Regions from separate parts of the Xenopus laevis genome. Here region 1 is linked to region 2. A link is a contact called in public Hi-C data. All regions are on one chromosome and are shown on one strand. Each heading gives the region's core, a stretch centred on a gene start, on an enhancer-like site or on the middle of the called end of the contact. The rest is flanking DNA. Distances are from core to core; before and after follow the strand shown. Region 1 overlaps nek6.L (NIMA-related kinase 6 L homeolog). Region 2 has its middle 50 kb from the start of LOC121396886.

Evidence for each region. Hi-C and Micro-C count contacts between places; a contact is called where the count stands out from the background.
Region 1: a Hi-C map of the XTC cell line shows a contact between it and region 2, with 2.8 times the contacts expected there. The contact joins two enhancer-like sites. A contact is called at or near these places in 2 of 4 Hi-C or Micro-C datasets (the XL177 cell line and the XTC cell line).

What each region holds. Positions count from the first base shown.
Region 1 is chr8L:17,439,852-17,445,623 of Xenopus_laevis_v10.1, reverse strand. It overlaps nek6.L (NIMA-related kinase 6 L homeolog), which reads right to left. Exons shown (of 10, transcript NM_001097145.1): 9 at 2,400-2,513. Among protein-coding and RNA genes, the nearest start is that of psmb7.L, 47 kb to the left of the region's middle. Within about 2 kb of position 2,838, at least 1 of the 7 cell types and tissues checked has an H3K27ac peak or open chromatin away from gene starts, as enhancers often do.
Region 2 is chr8L:17,266,592-17,271,940 of Xenopus_laevis_v10.1, reverse strand. No RefSeq gene overlaps it. Among protein-coding and RNA genes, the nearest start is that of LOC121396886, 50 kb to the left of the region's middle. Within about 2 kb of position 2,595, at least 1 of the 7 cell types and tissues checked has an H3K27ac peak or open chromatin away from gene starts, as enhancers often do.

The DNA of each region.
Region 1 (5,772 bases), core at 1,589-4,088, 170 kb before region 2:
ATTTTCATGGGCCCCTTTGTATGATTTTACAAAAGTATGAATTCAAGCGCTGCTGTTGCTGAAGCAAAGATGGTATCACCAGCAGGTAGGGATGGGTGAATTTTTTCGCCTTGTTTCGCCGCAAAGTGACGCCCATAGACTTGTGCATCAAAAAACAAAAACGAATTTTGGCAAAATGAAACGGGTCAAAATCGCCCATCCCTACCAGCAGGCCCTGAGGTGCGGGATCTGTTATCCGGAAACCTGAATTACAGAAAGGCCGTAGATGCCATTTTATCCAAATAATCCAAAATTTGAAAAATGATTTCCTTTTTCTCTGTAATAATAAAACAGTAGCTTGTACTTGATCCAAACTAAGATATAATTAATCCTTATTGGAAGCAAAACCAGCCTATTGGGTTTATTTAGTGTTTATATGATTTTCTAGTAGGTAAGGTATGAAGATCCAAATTATGGAAAGATCTGTTATCCAGAAAACCCCAGGTCCCGCACATTCTGCATAGAAGGTCCCATACCTTTATTAAACAGTTCCATGGTTTGGATTTATGCAGAACCTGACACATTAAGGGCAGAGACACACGGGGAGATTAGTCGCCCGGCAACAAATCGCCTCTTCTTCGGGCGACTAATCTCCCCAAACTGTCTTCCTGTTGGCTAGAATCTAAATCTCTGGCGGAATGGCACTCGGAGCACTTCCTTTTTCCGAATTTGCCCGAAGTTTCCTCGCCAGCGACTTTCCAAGAAATCTCCACGTGTGTCTCTGCCCTATTTGTGTACCTGGAGATTTCTGTTCCCTGCCATGGCATCTGTTTTTGGTATTAAACTTTATGAAAAAAAGAGGTGAACATCCCTCTGCTCTGTAATAAAGAGACCTCTCCAACCCTCCTCTGCTAAGACTAGACTTAACACACATGCAGTGTGGTTTCTCATAGTACAGGGTGAGGTTTTTCTTTTTGGCAGATTAGAGAAATGGGTAATCAATGGGGGTTCCAAACTATTAGGCACCCTGCAGTGATTATAGTTCCTATCCTCAAACTCTGGGCCATCTCTCTTTTTAGCTAAAAAATGCACTGGTCCAGGTAACTAGTGGTGAGAGCATCACTCCTCCATGTCTGATACCCGGTGCGGTGGAATATAACTTTTCATCATCATCATTTACTTACATAGCGCCGACAAGATACGCAGTGCTTTACCCTAGATATAACAAACAGGGAATAAATGGCGGATAACAAACAAGGGTTACAGAGTTCAATAGGATTAGAGGGCCCTACAAATTACAGTTACCAAACTAAATGTTAGGGTACAATTGAGACATTAGGATTGATTAATTAAGGTACGTTGAATAAGCTTCTTTAAACAGGTGGGTCTTTAAGGAGCGCTTGAAAGTTTGGAAAGAAGGGGAAAGGCAGAGAGAAGCAGAAGCCAGAGAGAAGTCTTGTAGACAAGGATGGGCAGAAGTGATGAGAGAAGAGAGGTGAAGATCAGAAGCAGAGCAAAGGTTTTGTGAAGGAGAGTATTTGGAGTTCAGAGATGAAATATAGGGAGGGGCTTCATTATTAAGGGCCTTGAATGTGAGTGTTAGTAATTTGAATTTGATTCTAGAGGAGATTGGGTGCCAGTGAAGGGACATACATATGGGAGCAGCTGATGTTGAGCGGTGAGATAGATGAATGAGTCTAGCAGCCGCATTTAGAACTGATTGAAGTTGTGAAAGGTGACTTGTTGGAATACCTGCGAAGAGTAGGTTGTAGTAATCAAGGCGGGAGATGATGAGAGACTAAATCAGTGTTTTAGTTGATTCTGAACTGAGATATGGTCGTATTTGGGCAATGTTGCGCAGTTAAATACGACAAGATTTTGCAAGTGTTTGAATGTGTGGTGGATTAATAAGGAGGTGGTGGTGCTCACTGTCATAATTCCCTAGTCTTTTAACGTACCAATAATTTAAAAAGGACAAATGCGAGTCAAGGATAACTCCTAGGCAGCGTGTGTACTGTGCTTAATATACACGGGCGTAGAGCAGTGGAAAAGATCCCAGGAAAAGGATTAATAAGGAGGTGGTGGGGCTCACTATCATAATTCCCTAGTCCTTTAACGTACCGCTAATTTAAACCGAGATTGAACTCAATACTATTTTTTGGCTGTTTTAACATCATTTAAACAAAGGCGACATTTTGTTATGGAATAATGTTTGCTACTGTCTAGCAACCCGTAGAAACCAATCAGCAGCTAGCGCGTTTGCTTTGTATGGGTAATGTCTTGGGCAAGCTTTCGCCTTAAGTTTCTTGCCCTTTTCAAGTTAATTTGAAGCACGTGAGCAGCAAGATCTGGTTGGGGAGACTGCCCAGGATCCAATTGCAGGACCACTTGTTCCCCCTAGACATATACCAAGTGCTTACCTTTTCCGAGTAGTGTTCTTTGGGCAGAGGAGGGTAGTCACACTGTTCTATCTTCTGACACAGGGAAAACAAGTTCATTTTGTCTCCATAGAAAGGACTCTGTAAAACCGCCATCTGCAAAGAGTACAAATGTCAATACCATTAGTATCAGTTACGTATAGGGGACGTGTCACTTGAGCTAAGTACAAATGATGCGTGTGGTGTGATTGAACGTACATAGAGTTGCCATCCTGCCGCTATTTTACTATCCTAGCCGGTAAAAACACCTGCCAAGGCCAGGGCCGGTGTTACAAATTTACTGGCAATATAGTTACCGGTAAATTTGTAATACCCTTAACAAAAGCCCTTGGCCCGTCCTCAATCCGCTGAAAACGTAACTTTTCTCAGCTCCTCAACCTGTGCTCTGGCCATTGCACGCTGTGGCTCCAACCCATTTTACAGCACGGACCACCCCTTCTGTCCCGGCCCCCCATCAAAAGGTGGCAACCCTAAACATACAGGAAAACTGGGGATGTTTAAATGGCATGTAGCTTGTAAGCTCCTAGCCCATTAGGCAGACTGAATCCCAGAAAAAGGCTAATGGGGTAACGTCTATGAAGCTTTTATTCATTCAGGTCATGGTATATCTAGTAGAAGTAAATCTAAAACAACTGGACTTGCTGAGTAATCAGTGTCCGGACTGGCAATCTGTGGGTTCTGGCAAATGCCAGAGGGGCTGCTGTATGGTTCCATAGAAAGTTACCATATAGGGGGCTGTTTGGACCTCTGTGTACTTGCCATGGCAGGGCCTATTTTGACTCCCAGTCCAGGCCTGTTGAACACGTTTCACTACTCATCCAGCAGTTTCGTCAGTTCATCTGACTGGTACGGGAAATCCTCGGCATATAAATCTTCCAATAATCCGATCACAATGGAGCAGTGTAAGTAGCAAGTGCAGTTGCTCTAGATTTACTTCTACTAGATATCTAATGGGGTAACGGTCTTGTAACCTATAGCAACCAATATGGGTTACTAGACCTGGACAAACATTGCACCTTTTATTACACTGGTACAGGGATACTATTGGCACACATCAGCCGGTTGGTTCATCAGTGTCAGGTCACTATTCTCAGCGCTGATGGGGGAAGATTAAAATGCATTTTTTTAAAAAAAAAAAAATTTCCCCTGGTTTCCTGACACTAAACATCCAGATGAGAAATAACAAGCACATTTTATACACTCCTGATAAACAGAAAGACAGGCACACAAGGCCTGAATATTTATTTGCCCGCAAGCGCTCCCACTGACGTTTCTATTAGCGGCGAATATGGAGCTGCTGAAGGGGTTAATGTCGCCTTCAGGTTCAGTAAGCAAGAGGCAGAATTTTTTTTTTTCCCCCTCTGCGTTCGACCCCTCATTGTGTCCCAGCTGCTTATTAAACCATTATGTGATTGGAGAGCTCCTTGTCACTGTCCTTCACTGTCACCCCCCCAGCACCGAGCCACTCTCCGGCCCCCGTCCTAATGAGCTTATACTGGGTAATTGTTGATATTATCCTGTTTTGCTGCAAGGAGCGTGTGCTGCTTGGCCCTTTCCTTGGCTGATGTTTAATGCTGCTCGTTAGGATTTTAATAAGGGATTATTTGATAATTATTCTGCCCTTACGTCCTCAGGTTAGAGATTGTGCTCATTACTATGCGCTGTGACAGGGATCCAATGCAGAACGGCTGTCCTTCCATGACAGACATTAAACCCCCATTGTGAGGAAAGGCAAGAGAAACAAGTAGAATTTCTTTATAGCTACAAACTCACTTTTAACCCCTTTATGGCTGTAATGCAGTCACCCAGCGGTTTTATATATATATATATATATATATATATATATATATATATATATTTACAGCTCCCAGCAGCCCTAATTTCCTTTACCAACAGATGGAAGGGCACCCCTGATATGATTTCAAGCTTTGGAATTCTTTATAAGCTTTGGGGATCAGATGCAAAACTGGAGGCCACTATATAGAAATGTACTATGGATAATTCCATTCTTTTGGATCCGTAGTAACATAGTAGGCTGAAAAAAGACACGCATCCATCAAGTTTAATTCGACGGATTCCTATAGCCATGTGAAGGATGATATCTCCTGATACGCTTCAGTCGGGGGAATTACACAAATCACAAATGCTCCTTCTACAATTCCCCTTGATACAACTGAACATGGTGACCTGAACCTCGACCGGGGAAGAGTCGCCAATTCTATCTGAAATAAGTGACAATTTGGAGCGCGGCGCAGAGACTTCAGGCGCTCGTGTGTCCCTAATCAGTGCGGTGCTGGGTTTGGGACTAGCGTTTGACATTTTGATTAGAACCTTTATATGAATGCGTCCAGCCCAGACACTGACTGGTTTAGGGAAACCGTGAAATCTCTGTATATTTGTGCATCAATTGCCTATGAACGGCATCGCTTGTAAGGAAAGGCAGAGACCGGAGGGGAAAAACGTATTTTTATCTTTTTCTGATTTATCCGAATGACAGAGTCCCCCCAAATAGAGGAGAGAACACATTGAGCACACAGGGAAATTTAGCATTTTCTACTATCCAAGGGTATCTGGGAGTATATAGAATGAATTCGCTCAAACTCTTCGTTCATATGGATTTATCTTCTCTGTTTGGCATTGCAGCTACAGCCCTAAGGCACATGGTAGCAAATGGGTTAGTTCTTGGACTGCCAGAGGGGTCAGCAGAGACTACGGAAAAAAAATATACATCACTTCCCTCCTACCGCCTGCTTATTTGCAAATATAGGTGCTAAGAGGGTCCACTTTTATATTAGTCCTATACGTAGGGGACTCGTTATCCAGAATGGACGGCACCTGGGGTTTTCCAGATAACAGATCTTTCCATAATTGCGATCGATCTTCATACCTTAGGTCTACTAGAAAATCATGTAAACATTAAATAAACCCAGTAGGCTGATTTTGCTTCCAATAAGGATTAATTATATCTTAGTTGGGATCAAGTACAAGCTACTGTTTTATTATTACAGAGAAAAGGGAAATCATTTTTAAAAATGTCTATTATTTGGATAAAATGGGAGTCAGTCTTCTAAATGCTAATTGGTTGTTATTGCCAATTGCACTCATGCAATTTAGAAAGTATACTAGTAAATTAGCCCCTCTGTGTTAAAGGGGCTGAGGGGACACTGCCCTTGATCCAAGTACATCACGCAGAAGAAGTGAAGGGCAGTAGGACAAAGCGTTAACACGCGTGTGGGATGAACTATAGTGCTGGGGACGGGGTGAATTTATTAACAGTGGGCAGTTTAATCCATTGCTATGGATAAAAAGTTTGCTTTCATTACTCAACCTGCAGAACACAGATCAAAACGACCTG
Region 2 (5,349 bases), core at 1,346-3,845:
TTGGCATATTATTCTATGAATGTAATTCTGTTACACCTATTGATCTTCTGAAATTGCAGTCACATTCAGGGTGGCCGTAGCCAGGCACAAATTTGTGGGCAGGCCACAAAGGCCCGGGCCTAGGCCAGCATGCCGCTTGCTGTTTTCTCCACATTGTAGTTGACTTATACAGGGCAAGAGTCTGGCTACCAGGCTAATCATGGTTTTAAGTTCTTGTTTCTTGACTAATTGGGTTATTTTGGGTTACATTGCTCCAGCCTTATTCCATTTGTTAAACTTTTTTTTTTTATTCAGAATCCAACCTGCCTCGTCCTGTCATGTACCATTCTATTCCTATCCTGTCTTTTTTCCAGTCAGCCTGTGTTGATGTCTATTTGTTCTGGTTAGGGTCTGACCTGGCCAGAAATCTGCTGTTTCTCCACTATCTGCCTGCTGTTAACTGTGACCATGTTCAGGATAATTGAAATGTTTTTCCCCTCCAAGGGACACAGGATGATGGTAAGGACAGAGTAGCAAAGATCAAAAGTGAACTCTGATCCTTTGTTGAGACCTTCCCCAACCCATAGAGACTAATTTAAATGGTCTCCATTTTTATACTTAGTAATTCCAGGGAGATGACAGAAAGCCTTTTACATAATTTCTCTCCTGCTGCTGTATCTCTTTCTGCCATCCTGAGCAATTGCTGGGGGAGACAAAATGGATGGCAAACTGCAAGACTGCATGATAACACATAGGAAGAAAATAAGACTTACTAGCAGAATCATCTGGCCAAACCTCAGGGTATAGCTTTATAAATGATCCTATTTCTGCATGTGTGTTAATGAGCAGGTGAGACCTACTCAGTTGAATCAGTATAGAGATGCTATTCTGAAATCAATTTATTCTTTCTATAGATAATTGCATATTTTTCCCTTGTGATAACACTTCTACTGCCTCAGTCATTTGTAATAAGAGAGATTAAATCAGGATCTAATAATGTACAACAAAGCACGTTAATTAACTTTCATTTTCGTAGTCAGTTAACCCCTTTAAAGATCATGGTGGGGGGGTGGAGATATTCAGGCATAGGAATAATGCGTTCATTGAGTCTTTCAACTAAATCCTACTTCTGTTCTTGATACCTGTGTGGTCATTTGCCACTGCTTGAATAAAGATCTAATCCTGAGCTAAAGAAGCCATATTTTGGTCTTATGTTGCCACTGGATATTTTCATTTGAGAAGGTGGAAACCCTCACCAATGAAATGAGAGCAGGTATAGTTGGGTTGGAGGCCTGGTATGTGAGTACTACCGAAGAAATGGCTATCTTTGTATTTGTGCCTACTGAAAATAATGTATATGTCTATTAACTGAAGTACCTTTCCTGAAAAGTTTGGCGAATATAAACCAAAAAAAACAAGCAATAATAAACACGATATAGATGGCTAAAATTCAAGGGTGTCTACTTAATTGTCATATTATAAATTGGGAATACCACAGGACTTATTCCCCAGGAAACCAAAATAGTATACTATAAAATGTATTACACAAGATTTTCATCCTACCATCTTTAATTGTATCTGGTTATTACATAGTGCAACCTAAAGGAGAACTAAATCCTAAAAATGAATATGGCTCAAATGCCATATTTTATATAATGAACCTATTGCACCAGCCTAAAGTTACAGGTTCTCAATAGCAGCAATGATCCAGGACTTGTCACAGGGGGTCACCATCTTGGAAAGTGTCTGCGACACTCACATGCTCAGTGGGCTCTGAGTAGTTATTGAGAAGCTAAGCTTAGTGGTCGTCGCAAATTATCAAGCAGAAAATGAGGTTTGTCTGTAATATGAGCTGATGCTATAGGGCTGATTATTAAATTCTGATGCTAATTGCACTGGTTTCTGTACTGCCATGTAGTAATTATCTGTATTAATTACTAATCAGCCTTATATTGTGACATTTCTATTCTATGTGTACTGTATATTGTGAGTGAGTCCCTAAGCTCAGTAAGTGACAGCAGCACAGAGCATGTGCAGTGAATCAGCAGAATAGAAGATGGGGAGCTTCTGGGCCATCTTTGGGGACACAGATCTTTACTGCTAAAGGACTGTGTTTGCCTTGGGCTGGTACAGAAGCACAAAACATAATGTACAACATTTCTAGCTACTTCTTTAGTTCAGCTTTAGTTCTCCTTTAAAGAGGACGCGTCTTGCAGAGGTTACAGATTGCTGCTTGACTATGTGGGACACATTCCACCCCTGCAAAATAAATTCTTAATTCCAAATGATCTGTAATGTGTTCTATTATCAGGCAGATACTCTTCTGCCAGATAACTGTGGTTTTGTATTATGTTAATCCGAGACTTTAAGACACAGTTGCAGAAGAAATATCGCTGTGCATTTAGCTGCAGCTGTCTTTTATTGTATCCAAATTGGACACAAAAATGGTTCTGAGATGCTCCCTGGGAATACATTTTGTTAAAGGTCGCCGTAGAAATGAAACCTTTAGGAAAAGTTAATGTGCTATCAAGTTCACTGAAACTTGAACATACGTACTGCCACCTAGTGGCACTGCCAAGCATCAAGTGCTGAACCAGTATCGCTCTGCATACAGTGTGCAAAAAGCTGATTTTAAAACGCATAGAATAGTTTACTGAAAATTTGTTTTAGATTCAGATGTATATTTTTAGGGGATATCACTTTCATATCAATATCCAAAAATGAAATGTATAATTTTGAATATGCTGCTCTTGATTACAATGAGGGCTTCCCTAAATTCCGTGAATGCTAAAATCTGAATAGAGCATGTTATGCATCTATCAAACATTTCCTACATACAGTACATGCTGAGTATTTCGGATTAATATCAATTCCCAAGTTTTGCGGCTCTTGTAAACATCAGCCCGCAGTAAAGGATGTAAGTAATTGTAGTTCCCAGCATCTAGATGGCTGTGTAAGGAGACTGAGTGCTCCCAGAGGACAAGTATTGTTAAAATTCTTGGCAGGTATCACTAAGACTAAATGCTCTTCAAGTGATGTGGTTCTCTGTGATGACATAATTTGTTACCAAATCCTTTAAATAGCTGCCCACTTCCTCCACATACTGCCCAATTGTTGAACTAGTTCTTTGTGTTCCTTGGCATGTTCTTTTTCTGATTATGTCTTGTTTGCCCCCAGACCAGTGCTTCTTTTCTGATTCATGCTGCCTACCCTGTACTTTGGCCCAGTGTCGGACTGGCCCACCGGAATACCAGGAAAACTCCCGGTGGGTCCGGGTGTTAAAAGGCCCTCTTGCTTCTAACCATTTGGCCTATTTCACAGTCATTCCTTATTTCTTTATAGGAAAACATGATTAATAATGGAAGAATATAGTAGAAATAAAAGACTAGGAGAATAAAGAGGTTGAGTGAGGAGAGGAGGAATAATAGTTTGTAAAGTGGGCCCATGGTCTAGAGTTTTCTGGTGGGCCCACAATCTAAGGTTTTCTGGTTGGCCGCTGGCATTCCAGTCCAACACTGCTTTGGCCTATTGACTATGTCTGACTGTGATTAAAGACCTTCTTAGGACCTTCCCCCAGTTCTCCACCGATTGCCACTGTACTAATAGCAGCCCTGATGGAGGCATATAAACCCAAGCTTAAATACTGGCAGCTATTGTGTACTGATGGGCTAACTTTACACCTTTGAATTAAGAATATACATTTAAAAGATCTGTTACCTGGAATTCTAGGGACCTGGGGTTTTCCAGATTAGGGTTTTTTTTCTGTAATTTGGATCACCATACCAAGTCTCCTGAGAAACATCTAAACTTAAAATAAACCCCAAAGGTATCTCTTTATGAAGTGTCCCTGCTATTGGTATGTCTTATGTGCTATTAACTGGAATGCTTGGGGTTTTCCAGATTAAGGTTTTTCTGTAATTTGGATTGCCATACCTTAAAGTGACACTGACACTAAAAAACAGCTCTTCAAAATATTAATGTACATTTAAAGTTGACCTATAGGTCATGTTGATCATTTTTTGCTGATAGGTCTGCTTTTGTAAGTAATTGGTACTTGAAGTTCCTAAACCTGACTATTTTGCCAACCTGACTGTCCTTTTTGCCAACCTGACTGTTGTTTCTAATACTAACTGACTTCTGCTGCACAAAGATGACAGCCCCCTCATAGAGGAACATGGGCAATGGCTAGCATGCAAAGACAATATAATGATAGACGTAAAAACGTCAGACGTAATTTGTGGTGTCTCTTTAAGTCGACTAAACGTTTAAGCATAAAATAAACCCAATGGCATCATTTTACCACCAATATGCCAATATGGATTCATGCAGCTTAGTTAGGATCAAGTACAAAGTACCGTTAAATTATTACAGATTTTTTTTTTTAAAAAATAATTTTTAACAATTCAAATTATTTGTTTAAATTGACTCTGGGAGATGCACTTCCCATAACTTGGAGCTCTCCAGATATTGGGTTTCTAGATAAGAGAACCATAACCTGCATGTATGTTTTTTAAATGCACACTGATATAATTTGTGTTCTCTAGGCCAAAAATATCAATCACCATGATACTGTCACCATTTCGACTCCTAGCTCTCACACGCTGTGCCTTATTAATCATCTGCCAGTTTGTATTTGATATCTTTTGTCCTGAGCTCACATAAACTGTTACCTCTGCAGTAAGACAGTTTGGACATGCTTTGTCATTTATAATGAACTAAAAGCTTAACTGGCAGAACTTTAGTAAATCCAAAACAGTACATTCTGTTCCGAATGCTGCCTGGAACTCACATGGTGATAACCAACCAGATATCTATACAGGGAGGGCTAAGTAAATAGCATGATCCCAATGGTTATGAGACCTTTAGGTGCAAGTTGCTAATCATGCCTTTGCTAGTTCTGTATTACTGAAACAATTTATATTTTTTAAGTCTATGACACATTTTACCTAAAAAGGCACAGCTTTAAATAAGAAAATGAAACATGCAATTTATTTCATTTTTGCCATAGTTCTGCGTTAAGCTATGTCTTTATGAAGTGTCCCTGCTATTTTTATTTCTTTGGAAAGCCATAAATGTTTGTTTTGTACAAACATGCCCAGCAACACACCAGACTACCTCCTGTTAGCTAGCTGCTTCCACAATAGGAGGGCTATGAGAGGTCACAGGGAAGTGGCCAGCCATCCTGAGGCAAGAATAAAACTGGAAACTGAGCCCGTAACACATCTTTACAAGTTACTGAGTGAATGAAACTAAGGTTTTAGCTCTTTATATCTCCAAAAAAACCAATAGAATGAATAGAGTGAAAAATAAGAATGACTGCACAAGGGCCATTTCAAAAACCTTCTTTAATTGCAAACCCCAAATCGCATT